2 separate regions of the Mus musculus genome follow, and region 1 is linked to region 2. A link is a contact called in public promoter capture Hi-C data. All regions are on one chromosome and are shown on one strand. The core of a region is the stretch at or near the end of the contact, and the rest is flanking DNA. Distances in the headings are between cores, read along the strand shown.

Evidence for each region. Capture Hi-C pulls out chosen DNA fragments and counts their contacts.
Region 1: a contact with region 2 is called in a promoter capture Hi-C map of adipose tissue. The contact joins two enhancer-like sites. A contact is called at or near these places in 2 of 9 other capture datasets (adipose tissue and pancreatic islet).

What each region holds. Positions count from the first base shown.
Region 1 is chr2:155,704,447-155,709,337 of GRCm38.p6, forward strand. Edem2 (ER degradation enhancer, mannosidase alpha-like 2) reads right to left here. Exons shown (of 11, transcript NM_145537.2): 9 at 4,486-4,630; 10 at 1,209-1,330. Among named protein-coding and RNA genes, the nearest start is that of Trpc4ap, 15 kb to the left of the region's middle. Within about 2 kb of position 2,930, at least 44 of the 459 cell types and tissues checked have an H3K27ac peak or open chromatin away from gene starts, as enhancers often do. A contact at or near this core is called in adipose tissue, where this site is marked.
Region 2 is chr2:155,296,947-155,302,152 of GRCm38.p6, forward strand. Pigu (phosphatidylinositol glycan anchor biosynthesis, class U) reads right to left here. Exons shown (of 12, transcript NM_001004721.1): 8 at 4,255-4,409; 9 at 2,100-2,243; 10 at 137-261. Among named protein-coding and RNA genes, the nearest start is that of Map1lc3a, 23 kb to the left of the region's middle. Within about 2 kb of position 2,740, at least 33 of the 459 cell types and tissues checked have an H3K27ac peak or open chromatin away from gene starts, as enhancers often do. A contact at or near this core is called in adipose tissue, where this site is marked.

The DNA.
Region 1 (4,891 bases), core at 1,680-4,179, 410 kb after region 2:
TGATGGTACTGCTCTGTTGTAGATCCTACCAATGCTCTCAGCCCAAGCCAGCCCTAGTCCTCTCTCTCCTGTGCTGTGCAGGTTCTACATGACCCGGCCCTGTCCTTCAGACCGCCAGCTTCCCTCCCTGCCCCATCTCCACACAGCCACACTACACTAGCTTGCTTTCTCTCCCAGACACATACATTTTCCTATTTTTCCAACTAAAATGTAAGCTCATGAGAGCAAGGGTTCTGGTCTGCCTGTGTCTCTAACTCATGGCCTAGAACAGTGCCTGGCACATGAAAGCCATATTTGTTTACTAAGGTGCCATGTTGGAATATAGTGCTATAGGACTCTACATTTCCTCTAAGAGTCACTTAAAGCCGGGCGGTGGTGGCGCACGCCTTTAATCCCAGCACTCGGGAGGCAGAGGCAGGTGGATTTCTGAGTTTGAGGCCAGCCTGGTCTACGGAATGAGTTCCAGGACAACCAGAGCTATACAGAGAAACCCTGTCTCGAAAAAACAAAAAAAACAAAAAACAACAACAACAACAAAAGTCACTTAAAAAGCCCTCTGACAAACTTTGTATAAACATCACCTTGCAAAGCACATATTCTAACAGATGGAGCGCAGACGCAGGCATAGGCAGGCCAGGGGCTTAGGGTCTAATCTACCTTGATAGCTAGGCCCCAGCCATTTGTAAAACTCTGGTTGAACTATGAGAATACCAGTAACTATGACAGTTTGGCTTCTAAAAGTAAATTAACTTGTTTCTTTATATGTCTGCCTGTCCTGGGGACCCCATGTAAAGGCCACCACGCACGATGCTTTATCAGTCACCTAACATTCTTCTACTGTCTACTCACTGCCTACCCTAGCAATGACAAACTGCAGGCCAAAGAGAAACTTCCAACCCCCTCCCACACTCCTGTCTGTGTGTCCTGTATCTACACCAGCTTGTAAGACGACACTGGGCTCTAAGTCTAGAGGCCCCCTCTGCAGAATCTTTCCCCAAATAAGGCCTGGACTGTCCTGAGTCACTGTGTCTTCCCTCCTAGCTAACCTTTCACACTTCCACCAGACACATGGCCTTCAGCAAGCTTCTCTGTTCATGACTTTACAACTACTTCCTTCTGGTACTAAAGCTCCAATACTGTCAAACCATGATGGCCTTTGAGACGCCAGAGGAAACACTTCCAACTCCCCGAACCCCTGAAACACTTACCGTGGCAAATCCACACTCCACCTTGCTGATTTTCTCAATGGATTCCACAGCGTCTCTCCCAAGTTCTAAGAGAGTGGGATCCCCAGTGGCGCGGTAGAGGTACATTGCGCTCTCGATGAGCTCTGTAAAGCCAAGCAGGACCTTCTCAGTGACTGACAGGCATGGCATGGGGCCTGCTCAGGGAAGCCAGTGGAGGCCTCCTCCCCTCCATACCTGGCCCCCAGAACGCCCCTGGAGAGAATCATGGCACAGCTTTTGGGACTACTTGGTGAACTGCAAACAGTGCTACTAGCAAAGCTTATGAATTTATTATTAAATAGATCCTGACACAGTGGAAAGACTGAGTGTGCTCAGGCTTACTCTTCAGAACTAAGATGCACCAACTCTGGTACTCAGTGTAGTGCAGCAGACTCCCGTCTCCTAGGAAGAGAGGCAGCCAGGCTTCTCCTAGGCAGAGAAGGCAGGCAGCAGAGGTTGTGACCGAAATTGTCTGTGGCCTCCCTGACCTCGGCAGCACACACAGCTGTCTGACTGGCAGCTATTCCCAGCAGTGATGTGATAAGAACACCATGGACCATAGTTTTAGGAAGGGGCATCTGCCCAACATGTGAAAGGCACTGAGGGTGATTCACAGCACCACAGGGGAAAAAAATTAAGTACAAGTTAGTTGGGCGTGGTGGCACACACCTAAAATCCCAGCACTTGGGCAATAACAACATGAGGATCAGGAGTTCTAAATCACCCTTACCAGTACAGTGAGTTCAAGGCTAGCCTGAGCTATGTGAGACTATGAGAAGATGTTGAAGATGCTCTGAAGGGTCCTATTCTATAGTCAGGGTCCTATTCTATAGCCATATACATACACGTGTGTGTGTGTGTGTGTGTGTGTGTGTGTGTGTGTGTAAATATATATACAAATATGGGGAAAATGTTTTTCTGCTGCTGATAACCTCAGTGGGTAGAAGTAAAAGAGAGTTCATTATATCTACTCTCTTTCTTCCTTTCTTTCTTTCTTCTTCCTCTCTCTTTCTTTCTTTCTTTCTTTCTTTCTTTCTTTCTTTCTTTCTTTCTTTCTTTCTCTCTCTCTCTCCTTTCTTTCTCTCTCTCCTTTCTCTTTCTTTCCTTCTTTCTTTTCTTTCTCTTTCTTTCTTTTCTTTCTTTCTCTCTCTCTCTCTCTCTCTTTCTAGTTTTTTTGAGAGAGGGTTTCTCTGTGTAGCCCTGGCTGTCCTGGAACTCACTCTATTGAGCAGGCTGGCCTTGAACTCAGAGACTTGCCTACCTCTGCCTCCTGAGCACTGGGATTATGGGATTATAGGCATGCGCCACTGCCACACACCTTCATTTTGCTTTCTACCTTGATACCTACCTTTTCTCAAATGAAAGACCCTGTCCCCTCCCTCCTGTCACCTCTGCCTGGCTGTGTTCCTCCTGATGAACTCTAGCTTTCACCCATCCACTCAGACCCTCGTTCTGTAGTGCCAGGGAACACAGCCAGGGCGGTGCGTAGGCAAGGCACACACGCCACCTACCACTGAGCTATGTCCACAGAATACTCTTACTCTGGAGAACAAGTCTCTGGCTGTCTCGTGTGCTCTCCCGAACCTGCCTCCCTTCATCCCACAGTCTTCTGCTGGCTTTCTAGGGTGCATTCCAGGGCAGATGAACACGCACAGAAAAGACAGTGCTCTCCTGGGAGGCCTCCCTCTGCTGCCAGCAGCTGGCTGGGTCAAGGCCAACTTTTTCTTTTTCTCACACAAGGACCTAGTGTGTGAGCCAGTACTCTGCTGTATGCCTCCCCAGGCAACTCTGAAGCGCAGTCCAGGGAGGTGAAGGCCTCTAAAGGACTTCAGGCTAGGTTCTTTAAGTACCATCAAAGACTCAGAACACAGTCCGCTCATTGGCCAGCTTGGCTTCAGAACAGCACCCTGTCTCTCACCTGCCATGGTTCAGGGGAAGGAGAGGTGACTCAACTACTGCACTCCTAGAATTCCTGCAGTGATTGCGCTCCCTGCCCTGGTGGTGACTAGGCCAAGGTTAGAGAACCACTGGACCCAATGACTATATGGGGATTTCTTAGAAGACCCAATGCTGAAACTGCATCTGAGCATTTGATATGTAGTTGAAACTCTGAGTTTTATCTTACCTCCTGGAAATGATAAATATGACTGATTTTTCCAAAGTTTCCTTCCTTTTTTTTTTTATAAGAAAAAAACTGTACCTCTTTAAATAATTTATTTATTTTTTTATTTTGTGTGCATTAGTATTTTTTCAGCATGTATGTCTGTATGAGGGCATTGGATTCCCTGATACTGGAGTTACAGACAGTTGTGAGCTACTGTGTGGCTGCTGGGAATTGAAGTGAGGTCCTCTGGAAGAGCAGTCATGACCTGTGAGCCATCTCTCCAACCTCCTCAAAAGTTTTGTTGTTTTTTTTTTAAAACAAAACAAAACAAAACAAAACAACAACAACAAAAACGACATGAGAACAAATGTCTGAGAAACACCAAGAACTGCAGAGCCCCTGTGTGACCTCTGACCCCTCTCCCAGCATCACTGTACTGGTCTCTCTACTCCCAAGCTCCTGCATTCCCTGGAGCAAGAGGAGGGAAGGAATGGGGCACAGAGCACAGAACAGTGGGAGGCAGGAGGAATGTTAGTCTTGTGGCTCACGGGGAATTCAGGTGGCAAGGGAGGACGTGCAGAGACTACCATGCCCAGACAACCATAATGTGGCCTGGCTGACGCTGGGCCATGTGCCTACCTGCTGACCAAGCTTGGCCTCTCTCCCTAGTTCTTCCCTCCCCACAGAGGACATCAGAACTGGTGTTCAGTCTGTGATCCTCTCCTTGACTCTGAGCTCGCAAGGATGAGACACGGTGACCTTGGACTCAATGGCCCAGTCCCATACGGTAGAAGTGTACTTTACACAAACCACTGACAGAAGAGGCCATTAGTTTGTGATGTCCTGGTGTCAGAAGACCCCAGGACTCAGCCTGACTGGCATCTCTTTCCTTTCTTGTATCTCCAAGTTTGAAAGAGCATGAGACTTAGATGGGAGACCTGCACTTAACAGCCTTGGGCAAGCCACTTTAACCCAGAAGAACTCAGTCTCCATAGTTAACAGGAAAACAGTTGAGAGCTGTGAGAGAAGGTAGGGAAGGAGCGGGGGGGGGGGGGAGCACCTGTGAACAGTTAGGGGGCGGGGGAGCACCTGTGAACGGTTAGGGCGTGAAGAACTAGAGCTGCAGGTGGACCATGGACCAAAGACCCTGCTTACCCGGTCGGAGTGGGTAGCCTTCTCGCTTCTCCACTGTGTATCCCTGAGGAATGTTGTAGAATTCTGGCAGCCCCCCAAACTGCTTCCATACAGTGTAGTAGTTGAGAAAGGTCCTCATGGCATTGTCAATGTCTCCAATAAGGCTCTGTGGGAAAAAATGCTCATCAGGTCAGTGGACTCAGGCAGAGAGCCCACAGGGAAAACTTCACAGTCAGTCACTCTCAAGGAAACGGCAGAGCTGATGTCAGTGATGATGTCGACCACTGATGGCAGCTCGGAGCCACAAAGTGAACGTCTCTGGGCCTTGTCCCTTAGACATAAAATTCAGCAGCTATCTGATACCTTGAGGATCTGAGATTCCATATTAAGTCTCTGGACATCTATGGTCAGGCTTTTACTTTGGCCA
Region 2 (5,206 bases), core at 1,490-3,989:
TCAGTGGCCTCCTCTTTCTCGGTGCTACCAGCAATGGGTGCCCAGTAAATGCATATCAATTCCTTCTCCCAGCTATTTCGCCTAGCAGTTAGCTGCACTTGAATCTATCCCTAGTGAGGAAAGTCAGAATACTCACATCTGTAGAGATGGTTCCACACAGGGAAGAAAGCCATGTAGAGGGCCACATCCCCCACAGTTGGATAGGACTTGAAGATAGAGATGATGGCAATCTGAATGAACATGAAGAAGATGGGATGCTCCCTGGAGCAGGGCAGGGAAGACAAACAGGCAGAGAGATTAGCCAGGGACTAGGCCCACCTTAGAGACCCCTGATCCTACCTCACCAACCAAAAGTACTCCCTAGGGGTCCTTCAGGCAAAGGCTGCCTTACTACTCACAAGGCATGCATGAGCCAGGCTTCAGTAGCAGGGCAGGAAACTACAGATATCAAATGCCCAGAGGTGGCAAGGAAGACCAGACAAACACCAGTTTATAGGGACATTGCCCACCAGTGGCTTCCTCCTGTCTGTACTAGCTTTCAGCATGCCCCCGGGAACCAAAGGAAGCAAATGAAGTTAGCATTCCTTATCAGGGTGGTGGTGGTGCACACTTTTATTCCCAGGACTTAGGAGGCAGAGGCAGGCAGAGTGAGTTTCAGAGCAGCCAAAGGTACACAGAGAAACCATGTCTTGAAAAAAAAAAAAGTTAAGCATTTCTTATTAGAATCCTAAATGACTGCTTGTCAAGAGAAATCAGGCAAAGGTCGCTGCGACAGGTCCCAAGACAGGAAGTGCCTGCTGGCTGATGGCTTGCTTACTGTTTACAGTCAGAGAAACAAGAGCACCGAGAGTTACACTCAGCATTTTCAGCTCTTCAGGGGCCAAAATTCTCTTTTGATATAGGGCCTCATGTAGAACAGGCTGTCCTAGTGACTATGTAGATGAGGCTAGCCTTGAACTCATGATCCTCTTGCCTCTACTTCCTAGGTGCTAAGATTACAGAGAGCTACCATGTCTCTCTCTGAAACAGAATTCTGGGGACCTACAACTAGTAACAGCTAAAACTGGCTTAAATTAATAAACTACCATGGCTCCTCTCTCCTGAGCCCCCTTTCTATGCTGAGCTCTGTGCAAAGTTTCTCCTGCGTCATCTCAGAGGATCCTCACAACACCAAGGCCAGCCTTCTAGGCAGAGATTCTTGTCCCCTGTCCTTCCCAGAGAAGTGAAGTCAGTGATGGAGCCTGGATCTGTCTGCAGAGCTCCTAATCCACCATGCTTTTCTCCTGGGTATTTCACATGTCTCACAGCAAAGGTGAGGAGAGCATGGGGCACATTCCTTGGAACAGCCAGCCCCTCGACACAAGCAGAGGTTGACTTCTGCACGAGAGCTAGATGCCTGCTTATGAAGGTCTTTGTCAGCTGCTCTGGAGCCAGGGGGATGGAACCACCAGGGGGATGGAACCACAGCAGTGTTCTCCTTAGGAGCCTGGCATGGCCCGAGAGGATGAATACAGATTCTGGAGTCAGACAAACTATGTGTGAATCCCAACTCCACTGCTTGCAAGCTGTGTAACTCTCTGAGCAAGAAGTCCTCAACTATAAAGCTGGCCTCCAAGTTCCTGAGTTTGCTAGCAACCTATTCACAGAGCTACAAAGGTATATGACAGCTCTGTTGTAGAAATGTACTACACAGTAAGCCCTATTTCAGAAAAACTGACCAGAAGATTAAAAAGGGTTGAGCTTGCCCAGCCTTCCAAATAACCCAACTAGAGTCCCTTAGGGTAAATCATAATTGGGCTGCTGATCAAGAAAATCCAACCAGACCTACTATCCACAAAGCCATCCTCAGTGTAACCTCTGCTCTTGCCCGAAATGGTGATGAGAGTGAGTAGTAATGTGGCCTCAGGCACCTTCAGGTAAGCCCAGGGCTCCAGAGCATCCTCTGTGCAGCTTGTACTTGGATGTGACTCTCAACTGCTGACCTGATCAATGAAGCCAGAAGCCAGAAGCCTGATGGTGGGGTTCTGTCTGAGGGTACTGCCAGGTTGGCAGGCTACAGTGGGGAGCATGGACAAACAAGCTGCAGGCTTCACACTTACTTTAATTTGATGGCTAATGGAACTGTGTAGAAGAAGACGTTGATCTGAAACACGCAGACAAAAAAGAGGCTGAAGTGCTCAAACATCTCTGCAAAGAAGTACCAGAAAAGACCAATGTTTGGAGTGAGATCTGGAACAGAGAGTCTGAAATTAAGAAAACACATGGAGAGAAAAGAGCAGAGTTACAAATGGTTGGCTTTGCCCTGCTTTTTTCCTCAAGACTTGGGGCCAGTACTAGGTGACCAAGGATGGCGCCGTCCCTTTAAAAGTCATAAAAGAGCTCTCTAGATAACCCATACAGATAATTTACCAAATGCGGGGCTGAAGATCCAGAGAACAGAAGCTATAATATATATTAGCTAAGGTAGAGTGCTTTCCCAGAATGCACAGTTCCCTGGGCTCAAACTCCAGAACTGTACTAAGCCCACATGAGAAAGCAGGAGGATCTAAAGCTTAAGATCATTCATGGTGGATATGGAGTTAGGTTATGCAAGGTTAGAATGGGCTACACAAGCAAACAAAACCCAGCTAAAAGAATCTGAAATGAGAAAGGGATCCATCTGAGAAACTGGGAGAGCGGCCCCTCTTCTCCACACCAGGCCGGTTTACAATCAGGAGCAACCCAGTATTGCAAGAGGAAGGAGACTTAAATAAACAAAATCTATTTTGGGCATTTGAAAGACCTGCCCAGAGGAACAAGCTCTGTAAGCTTGCTCCCTCCTCCCAATTCTTGTTCCACATGCCCATAGCAAGAGCCAGAGAACTGCATGCCCGAGCCTGTGGCCGAGTTTTCCAAGGGCTTCAGGAGCCAGCAGCAGTTTGTGCAAAAATCCCCAGGGCCACAAAACTCATTTGATAATTCTAAGCTTATCTGGAAGACTTTTGTCTATTTAAATCATAAAAGAATTGGCTACAATACTGGCTTTTCCAAAAGTCCATGCTACCTAAATGTACACACACACACACACACACACAAGCAAAGCAAAGCAAACATTTGTGGGTTTTTTTCCAATACTGGGGATGGAACTCAGGACTTCCAGAATACTAAAGACACTACCAGTGGGCTACATCCTGAGCTCCTAAGTGTGCAAGTGTGTGTGTGTTTTAAAGAAAGAAGGCAGCAAGGGACACTAGGCTGGGCAAGTGACAAGAGTACTATCTACTGCCCCTACCATATTATATATATATATTTATACACACACAGATCCCTGTTTATAATTTTATCATTTTAATTGTATTGGGCTTGTTTTGATTTTTTTGTCTTTAAAGATGGGGTCTTGAGTGACCTAAAACTCACTATGTAGACCAGGTTAGACTTGAACTCACAGACGCCTGCCTCTGCTTCCAAACTGCTGGGATTGGAGGCATACACTACCAATCTAGCTTTAATTCATAATTTAAAAAAAAGGCAATGAATAAGTGAATGAAAAGAAGGGCGAGAGAGACATAGTATTCCCTAACCCAGATAAGTAGGCAGGTAAATAGGTAGAGGTGTGTATGTGTGTGCATATGTGTGTGTGTGTGTGTGTGTGTGTGTGTGTGTGTGTGTGTGTGTGTGTGTGTAGGGGGTGTTGTTGAAACAAGATCATTGCAATAGAGCCCAGGCTGCAAATGAATTTAATATATAGCTAACAATTTTTTTTTTCAGCCCCCATCCTCTGCCTCCAGCTCCCAGCTGCTAGGGTTGCAGGTGTATGGCACATGCTTGCCTAGATTAAGTCTATGGTCTTATAACAACATTTCCTTTCCTGAGTAACAAGAAAAAGAGTAGAATTTTGGCTCAGTAGAAAGCCAGGAAAAACTATTCACCAGGTATTACAGATACTTATCCAAGGCAAAACACAAAGAACTCAAAGTGAGCAAGTTATTATGCTTAGAATTTACCACAGGGAGACAGCCCGGAGTCCCAGGTAAGCGTTCCCCCATGCCTGAGTCCTTCCCCACAATGATATGTATATATTACCTATTGGGCTCTCTCACACCTATGTAATCAGAACTCCTAGGGACCGGCCAGCAGTCTGGATGTCAGAGGCTCCCTTAAAGGATGAGGACCCTTTTTGTAAACACTGTCTGCATAGTTTTCTCCTTCTGATTCCACTATGAGCTATGAAAACCAAATTAGCTTCCAGAAATGTCTAGAGAGGTCTTTACTCACATGAAACCATAGACTGCAGGGATGAAGTCCCAGGAGCTGAGAAGGAAGAAAGAGAGGCAAACTATCACCACCAGGCTTCCTGTGTACATCATGGCGTACTCCCACGAGAAGATCCAGAAGGCTTTGCTCTTCACTTTAACAGGGATGTACTGCCGCTAGGAGAGAGGCCAGACAGGACATTTAGGGACGCCAAGGACAAAAAAGCCAGCTATCAGCTTATGCATGAAGATCCTTCCTATAAAACCAAGCCATGTCACAAAACTTTACAATTTTTCCGTTTCCTTTCGGTTTTGTTCTGTTTTGTTTTTTTGAGACAGGGTTCCTCTGTGTAGTCCTGACCATCTTGGAACTCTCTCTGTAGGGCAAGCTGGCCTTGAACTCAGAGACTGCCTGCCTCTGCCTCCTGAGTCCTAAGATTAAAGGCTTGCACCACCACTGCCTGGTAATGATTCTTTCTTAAACCAGAAAAAACTATCAAAAAAACAAATAAACAAACAAACAAAAAAACAAGTGTTTTGAAAAATGTATTAAGAATATATCCAGGGCTGGGTAATTGTGGTGGCACATGCCTTTAATCCCGTCATTCAGGAGGCAGAGGCAAGTGGATCTCTGCTTCAAGGCCAGCCTGGTCTACAGAGTGAGTTCCAGGACAACCAGGGCTACACAGAGAAACACTGTCTCCAAAAACAAACAAACAAACAAACAAACAAACAAACAAACAAACAAGTGCATCCTCTGCCTCAGACCCAATAATGCTGCTCCAGGTGTGCATCCTGGACACGTGCACAAACATCAACGAGAAGATGCTGCACCAGGAAGGAAGCATGGGCTCTGGGCAACAAACAATGGCACACCAGTGATGCCATACAAACCCTACTGACATGTGTCAACATAGCTAAATCTCAAACATGTAAGGGCATAGCAGGAAACTGACAAATGACCAGTAGGATAC